Linked DNA regions of Mus musculus: region 2 is linked to region 1. A link is a contact called in public Hi-C data. All regions are on one chromosome and are shown on one strand. The core of a region is the stretch at or near the end of the contact, and the rest is flanking DNA. Distances in the headings are between cores, read along the strand shown.

What was found. A called contact is a pair of places that touch in the nucleus more often than the background predicts.
Region 2: a contact with region 1 is called in a Hi-C map of liver, with 2.6 times the contacts expected there. The contact joins two enhancer-like sites. A contact is called at or near these places in 1 of 15 datasets of contacts at CTCF or cohesin (CD8 T cells), 2 of 484 Hi-C or Micro-C datasets (bone marrow-derived macrophages and liver) and 6 of 115 datasets of contacts at active chromatin or transcription factors (CD8 T cells, embryonic stem cells, large pre-B cells and 3 more).

What each region holds. Positions count from the first base shown.
Region 1 is chr13:51,990,079-51,994,407 of GRCm38.p6, reverse strand. No RefSeq gene overlaps it. Among named protein-coding and RNA genes, the nearest start is that of Gm40948, 91 kb to the left of the region's middle. Within about 2 kb of position 1,992, at least 4 of the 459 cell types and tissues checked have an H3K27ac peak or open chromatin away from gene starts, as enhancers often do. A contact at or near this core is called in liver, where this site is marked.
Region 2 is chr13:52,152,367-52,156,695 of GRCm38.p6, reverse strand. No RefSeq gene overlaps it. Among named protein-coding and RNA genes, the nearest start is that of 4921525O09Rik, 58 kb to the right of the region's middle. Within about 2 kb of position 2,390, at least 98 of the 459 cell types and tissues checked have an H3K27ac peak or open chromatin away from gene starts, as enhancers often do. A contact at or near this core is called in liver, where this site is marked.

The DNA of each region.
Region 1 (4,329 bases), core at 743-3,242:
TCCACCAGAGTCTAAGCTGGTGATCCAGTGAGTTTCTCAGGGTTGCTTGGAGGAGCTTGAGTGACTCAGTAGCAGCTGCATCACTGAGCAGTCCACTGCAGCATGGGTAATGACTCAGGAAAGACATCCTGCACACTTGCAGGCAGCTTGTCTGACTAGAGAATCTCTTTTATGTGATCATGGCAGGGACTTTGTGAATCTTATAACTTTCAGGAACTTCCTGTGCCTTCTAAGTTTCCTTTAGTTCCTGAATCTTTAGGAGCCTCCCTCTTCCTCCCAGGACAGAAATTAGGTACATAACAGGTCCTCACAGACAACATCCCAGAATAGTCTTTGTGCTTAGAGAGCTTGTTCCATGGTGTGCCATCTCTGCAGCATCTTCTCAGACCAGTCCTGCAGATCCACCACCCTCAGCTCTGCCCCACCTTTTTTGTCCTTGGGATGATCTGATCCTTGTACCCTTTCCATCTCAATTCTTAAGTCACACTTCTTTCCTGGTCTTATAATTTCTACACACATTCTATCTAGAAACTCTCATGCCCACCTGTTTATAACGTGAGCTATACCCTCAGCGTTAGTGCCTGAGCATTCAGAAGCTGCTCAGAATCCACTGGGTAAACAAGGCCTGAGATCTTATGGATGGATGTTGATGATAATTTAAAAACAGAAAACTAAGCCTTTTGACTACAAATGGACTTTTTCATACATGGGGGTAATAATAGTCTGGTCCCTGACCCTCAACTGCTGAGGAGAGTTATCTAAGACCAAGAAACAGAAGTCTGGAACACCAGCTCCTGGGAGCAGACTGAGGAGGTGAACTGCCCTCACAGGTAAGTTCTCTGACAGCCTCCGTTCCACGGTGTTGTGGAATGCTGTCCTCTGGGCACGGCACAGCTGTTATCATCAGAACATACAGGAGACCCTCTTAGTACCCACAGGAGACCCTCATGAGAGGAGACCTGCTGATAGTCCCTACCATCATGGAGAAGGTGATTAGATTGAAAGCTGAGATTCCAGCCACTCACTCACCCCTGCAGCCTCCTTCCAGCTGTGTGTAATTCTGACCCAGCTGCATAAGGTTTGGGAAGGTTCGGGAGCTGGTAGGGGTGAAGGACTTAACTGAAGGAGGGCTCCAGCTAAGTAGCTATGAGGAAGCCATCTCATCCGTGCCAGGGTGGAACTTTTGGAGGAAGAAATGTTTGGAGGTCTCCGTATTCCTATAAATAACCCCTCACCCGTGCACCTATAAGTGACCTAAATAAATCCAGCACTTCAACAAGCTGGGCGTGGATGCTGTCGTTCCTTTGGCCTGCCCTATCTGGGGTGAATAAACATTTGTTCAAGTGTTCGTAGAAATAGTTACCAACAGTACACATCTAGAATGTCAAAGCAAGGGGCAGGGGCAGGAAGCACAACACCTGCTTCCTGCATTGTCAAAATTCACAGATCTCACAGGTCTTAGATGATGTACCAAAAGGCTGATCCCAGACCCAGACACTCACCTTAGTCACTGTAGATGGCCAGTGTCCATACATCAAAGCCCTAGTCCAAAAAAGAGCTAAAACACACCCTTCTAGAAGCTGTCTTTCCCACAAAACAAATGTTTTTCTTTCGTAAGGCTTCCATTCAAAGAGCCACTTGAGGACATTCAGTAAAACTTAAAAGAAACAAAGGTCTGTAGGATGCATGCGGACCAGCTGTTTGCCAAGACCAAGCCACGTGGTCTTGGGCTGGGGTTCCTCTGCACCGCTGTATTCTCAGCCACGGGGGTTTTGGGGCACTTAGAACAAGAACAAAAACTCGATTGTACAGTTCTGTGGTGATGAAACCGGTCGGGTGTGTAAGGCATGTTGCAGGAAGACCTGGCCAGACATCTATAACAGCTTCCCCAAGCTAAGAGTTTCAGCCCAGCCAGCAGAGGACCTGGGGACAGATGCCCTCACACATCTTGTTTGGTTTGTTGCCTGTTGGCAAAGAACTGGGCGGGAAGAGCATCGGATGAGGGTGACGGCTCTCCAGCCCCACAGAACAGGTTACGTGAGGACTCCGATGGGACAAGCTGTCTCTAAACACTTCTGTGAGCCTGCAGCCAGTGTCACCAAGGAGACACGTTTGATCTTTAAAAAATTAAGGGAGGCATTGAGGGTCTAGGGAAGTGGCTCATCAGTAAAAACCTTTGCTGGGCAAGTAGGAAGACCGGAATTGATGTCCCTAGAACTCACACATGAGCAGATGCAGCGGCACAGATGCCTGGGTCTCCAGTGATTGGGGGAATGGAGTCGGGGACTTCTGAAGCTCATCGGTGATAGCAGAATCCATGGGTGCCAGGTGCACTGAGAGACCTTGTCTCAGAACACGCGTGTAGAGACAGCAAGGTGGCTGACTCAGTGGATTAAAAGCAAATGACCTGAGTTCAGTCTCCAGAACCCACGTGGTAGGAGAAAACTGAAAACCCATGCATAGCATAGTACACACACACACACACACACACCTGTGCCAATCAGACCTGTACCAGCAGAGGATGTTTGCAGCTTGAGACACTGAGCAGAGGCAGGGCCTGGGACCTATGGGGAGCCTCAGATGGGATATTGATGGATAGAGATATAGGGCTCATGGAAGAAAATCCAGACACAAGCCTGCACACAGACACCAAAGCCACTAGCAACAGACACTTCAGAGGCCTTCATTGGAGAACAAATGAAGCACAGCGTGTGTGGACCTTACAGTTCTGGAACTGGTGGCATTGTGACCTCTCCCACACCTGCCCCTGCAGACGATTATTTTTGTTTTGGGAGCCTTCAGAAAAACTGGGTTAGAAAGAAACTAAACACTCATTAATCTGGGTCTGGCATGATCCAAAAATCAATACATAGCACAAGATTACCCAACTCTGGACCAGCCATCAGCCTCAGAGCCTGGTGGTTACCGTCTTTCTGGTAGCTGTGAGAGAGTGGCTGTCAACAGCTTGTTCTCAGCATCCACTCCTTTACACGGCCCTCCAGTCACTCATCCATGAGTGACTTTTAAACCCATGAGCAAACCCCCAGATAGCTCCCCACACCTCAGACATAGTGGCCCAAAATACTATCTCAAACCATCAGCCCATTTCTCCAGAAACATGCTAGCTCTTTAGATTCAATGTATGCACTGGCCAGTTCTTATATCAACTTGACATAGCCAATGTCATTTAGAAGAGGGTACCTCAATTGAGAATATGCTCCCACCAGAATGATCTATGGGCTAGCCTGTGGTGCATTTTTCTTATGGTTGATCTGAAAGGGTCCAGCTCAGTGTGGGTGTGCCAGTCCTGGGATGGTGGTCCTGGGTGCTATAAGAAAGCAGGCTGAGGAAGTCATGGGAAACAAATCGGTAAGTGTCATTCCTCCATGATCTCTGCCTCAGTTCCTGCCTCCAAGTCCCTGACATGCTGGAGTTCCTGCCCTGATATTCCTTAATGATGGACTATACCTAGGAGTATAAGTTAAATAAACCCTTTCCTACCCATGTTGCTTGAAGACAGAAACCATTACCAGAGAGTGTGTCGGGCCTGCCCATGTGTTTTCAGACAGGTCACTTAATACCTCCCACTCTGAGGAAATGATATGATCTTGCTCACTGAAGAGCTCCAGAGAGACAGAGTATTTATGGTAATTGTCCAATGCTTGTTATTCGACGCGTTCTCACGACCGGCCAGGAAGAACACCACAGACCAGAATCTTCTGCGGCAAAGCTTTATTCTTACATCTTCAGGAAAAGAGAGCAAGAAGCAAGAGAGCAAGAAGCAAGAGAGCAAGAAGCAAGAGAGCAAGAAGCAAGAGAGAGAGAAAACGAAAACCCCGTCCCTCTTAAGGAGCATTCTCCTTCGCCTCGGACGTGTCACTCCCTGATTGGCTGCAGCCCATCGGCCGAGTTGACGTCACGGGGAAGGCAGAGCACAAGTAGTCATAAGATACCCTTGGCACATGCGCAGATTATTTGTTTACCACTTAGAACACAGGATGTCAGCGCCATCTTGTAACGGCGAATGTGGGGGCGGCTCCCAACATCTCCCCCTTTTTCTTTTAATAAGAGCAAATAGGCCACCCATATTAATGAGAGTGGAGATAGAGGTCAAATCCCCAGTGTGTAGGTAAAGGAGCCATGTACAGGATTAGCTCTTAGGCTTACAGGCTTTTACCCAGAGCAACCCTGACCTGCTCCCGTGTCGTTTTGCCTGGGGGAAGGGAACTAGGACACTGAACCTTCATGAAAGATGACATGTCTCCCTAGAATAGGCTCATATATGCCGCAGAGCCTTTCCATTGCAGTGCTTAGCCTTGCAACTCTCTC
Region 2 (4,329 bases), core at 1,141-3,640, 160 kb before region 1:
AGCCCAGGCGTGAACTCTTCTGTGTGAGAGAGCCCTGTCAGCCAAGGGAGCTGGAGCCCAAGAGGCTCTTTCTCCCTACCTGTTGAACTCTGAGACCCCTGCAGCTGCAGGTTCTGAGACATAAGACTCTCTAGCTCCACACCACAAACCTAGGGATTGGGGCTCCCCACTGGATGGAGACCCATCTCCCAAGCCCCCTGCATTCTTGTATACATCTCTGCAAGTGTGTGCCTGACACTGAAGGAGGCTGAGTAGTTCTGGCTGGACCTTGTAAGTTGTTTTACTTCCAGTGCCGGGGATTGAACTCAGGACCTCACGCATGCTAGGCAGGTTCTCTAAGGTCATCCTCAGCCCCCAAGAGCCACCGATGTAAAGGACAGAGGGATCCTAGGTAGAGCACACCTTCCCAGGTCGTCACTTCCCTCTGGCCTCTCCAGGCTTCTTAGAGAAAGACAATATAGCTGGATGTTACCTAACCCTAATTCTGTTGCTATGACATCTGGACTTCCAGACCTGACTCTAATCCTCATTAATTGGATCCCCAGCTTCCAAATGTTTCCTCTTGTTTCTCTAAGTCTCTCTGCAAGAGGAACGAACACCGCAAGTCAGTAGGCCTTCAGTTATATATAGGTCAGGAGGTTGTGGGTCAGTTCTGCAAACCGTTTATTGATTTACATTCTTACGTCTTCCTGGTCTCCTCTGAACACGTGTCACTTTCACTTTGAGAAAGAAAACTGTACATGCCTGCGCCACTCAAGTTAAACTTTGTCAGGAAGCTCCAAGAGCACTCTGTGAGTGTGGGTCTCAAAGTACCCAAGCTGGTAGAAGAACTCGGGCTTTGAGCCAACCAAAATCGTCCACTTGGCTATTTCAAGTCTTTTCCCCTTCTTCAGTACAGTGATGAGTGGCACCCGGATAAAGTTTTTGTTTACCAAAAGTTCCTCCCAGAATAGAAACTGCCCACAATATTTTTCTTGTGGAGGACATTTAGCGGGCCATGGTGTTCAGAGCTGATGCTTTCTGCTGTACAAAGCAGAGCTGGGTGTCACCTCTGGACTCTGCCAGAGGAGGCAAGGACCTTGTTCCTAACCAACCTTGGGACTCTCAGATCTCTGGAATGTTTCAGTACTGCCTGGTCTAAGTGAGTGTTTTGTTTGGTTGATTTTGTAACTTAAAGCTTGGGCAAGCTGTTCAGCTTCTTTTCTCCCTGCTAGCAGAAGCCAGCAAAAAGAAAATTATGACAGGGTCCCATGGGTGAGGATAGAATTTCCAACAAGCTAGTCTTTTAGGAGGGTGACCCATCTAGAGATGACAAATGGTCAGTCCCAAAGGCAGCAGCTGGCCTCACTGTAAATCCAGGTTCAGGGTCCTTTAAAGCATACACCTGTTGCAAGGGAGTCCCTGTCACAAGCCTGCAGCTGTGGGTGCCGTTTGCAGCCCGCTTATGTCAACACGCACCATGGGGCTGGTCAACGGGTGGCGTGAGGATCTGATGATGGATGCATTTTATGACAGCGCCTGTTGCCCGGCAGAAAAACACCCCGTATGATTTAATAGGACCACAGCAAATCCTAACAGCAAAACATTCATCTGGCGAAGGCTGCAGACTCTTACACAGCTCTTGCCAGGTTTCTATGGTGATGATGTTCATTGTAAGCACAGAACAAGCACCGATTCACAGTGTCCAGCAGAGGCTACAGTCTCCTCCACCCTCCTGCTTGCTTGCTGCAGGCAGCCGTGGCTTCCATGCTAAACGTGCACCCTGGAGTAAAATCAAGTCCCCTTGCACTCTCCGTCCCCCCAGAGAGGAGTGGAGCGTGCAGACACAAAGCAAACAGAGATGCTAGCAGGGTGTTGGGATGCACCAAATAAATGGTAACACCAATCTGTTCAGCTGATCACTGTTTTTATTCTTGCCCTCTTTATTAACATGGCTGAGGAAGCATACCACAGCTCATGGGTGGAGATCACAGGACAACCTCTGCTGGTCCTATTAAACCATACAGGGACTTTTTGCCTGAGACACTCTTACTGTCCCCTACTGCACACTCCAAGGCTAGCTGACCCTCACGCTTCTGTGGCTCCTTGTCTTAGCCTCCCATCTCACTGTAAGAATGCTGGGCTTACAGATGTGTCTGCTACTGCATCTGGCCCCTCTGATGCACCTTCAAGTTTAAAAACGTTAGCATTTTTGTGGACGGGGGTGGGGGTGGCTAGGTAAATTTCCAGATGAAGAGTTGTATTGAGGAATTTGTTCTCTGAGGGAATTTCAGAGCCATCTCTATGTACATTGTGATCCAATCTGGGACAATCTTGCAAACAGGGACAGCAAATCCCTGCCAAGATCTGGTGTGTGATCATTCAGGTCTCATCTGCTGCTTGCAAAATCCTGGGAAACTGGCCTGTTTGTCTGGAAGAACCAAGTGCTGTGCCAGCAGCAGACCCTGGCTCACAGCTCTGTTCAATACTGTTTGACATCCCTGCAACGTGATGGGTTCTCAGCTCTGCCACCAGGACTTCCAGTATGCGAGAGCCACTATGGATTCTTCTCTGTCACAGATGTGTCTTGTATAGCTGACAGGTCATCCCCAGCCTCTGAAACATCCCTGTTCTCATCACCATCATGATCTTATTAATAATAATACTAAAAGACCCTCCCCCACATACACACTTTTAAAAAAATGAAGTTCCTCTCTCTCCCTTATGCATCTTTAGCTCATCTAGGAAAAATGAATTTTAAACTGTTTGTAAGTCTATGTGGTTTACTTTGGCAGAGCTGTGGCTCAGAGCAGAACTGGGCAAGTCCCCCTGGGAAGACAATCAGCCAGGCTGCTGAGGGAAACAGGGATCTGCACCAGGCAGGAACATTTCTAGGCAAAGGGACTCTTGGACAGGACAATGTTTGATCTCAGAAGGTCAGCCCTCATACGCACAGGCAGAGGGCAGGCTGACGTCGCTCCCAGGTTTGAGCAAGGCCCTTCCAGGAAGCTGATTTGTTATTTTGGGCAGGGACAACGGAGGTTGATGTGTGTTGGGGGTAAGGTTTCCTACTGTGGGGTTCTGACAGTTCCTGATATTTTCATAAACAAGTCTTCAAATGTTGACCAACAGCAGCATGAAGAGTGGATTTCAACGCCATCGTGTCTGGAGGGATACGGAGTTGGGCAGAAGGCCGTCGCCACGCTGTGGCAATCTCTGCCCTTCTCTTGCATGTAGAATAAAGTGGAAAGACGGAGGGCAGGTCCTGGCTAACGTGTCCCTCCTCAGCTGCTCTCATGTGGCCCACAACCACAAACCAAGGAAGAAATCGCTTGTCAGTGTAAAAAAGAAACTTAAGAGTCATCCTTCATCCCTCGTTCCTTTTACAAAACTCTTTATGTAAAGTGACCAGAGACAATAAATAGGTACAATTCCCAGAACAAGAGAGCCAGGGGACCAGGCAGGGAGGGGACGGTCCACAGTCTCCAAAAGCCAGTTACGTCCTCTTACTTTCCAAAAGCCAAACCAGGCAGAACAAATATCAACTGAAATTGTGAAATAGGAGGAACATAATCACCCCCAGATCTGTAGACACAGTAAACCAGGCTCCCACCAAAGAATGTTTTAAAAACAAGCTTGGAAGGACTGGGACTTACTAAAACAGCTAGGAGATAGTTTGCTTCATCCCTCAAAACAAAACAAAATACCAACAATCACAACAACAACAACAACAACAACAACAATGACAACAACATAACCCTGCAAACCTCAGAAGAGCCCCCAAGATGTTGGCAGTGCAAACATGGCTCCTTATAATGGAGCCAGCAGGGTGAGGGAGTGTTTTCCTTCTCAAAGATTACACAGGAATTAAAGAGTTCCACTTTTGTGTTCTGGGCTTAGGGGCTGGAATTCTGTCACTGTCCTCTGACCCCAATGTGCCAGCCAAAGTTCCTCCCGTGGAGACTTGACACCAGGCTATGACCTTTCTGTGACTGCCCACGGTGACACCTAGATCCTTCTCCATCATCCTTGCTGTCCAGTCAGAAAGACAAGTGGGAGGTCCCCTCAGTCCCCAAATACAGCTGCCCCCAGCCAGGCCAAAGCAAAAGCTTGCCTCTGGGAACTACTCTCACCTACAGGAAGGAAGATGTGGTCTGCTTGACCTCAGGCCCCCAAGTTTGCTGCATAACTGAGTATTGAGTGCATGTGTGAGTGTGTGTGTGTGTGTGTGTGTGTGTGTGTGTGTGTGTGTTTCTGCATCCTGGCTGACCCTGTCCATTTTCTCAAAGATAACAGTGCTGACTCGGCACTATCATTATTGGAAGGGCAAGGAATCCATACAGCCTGTGA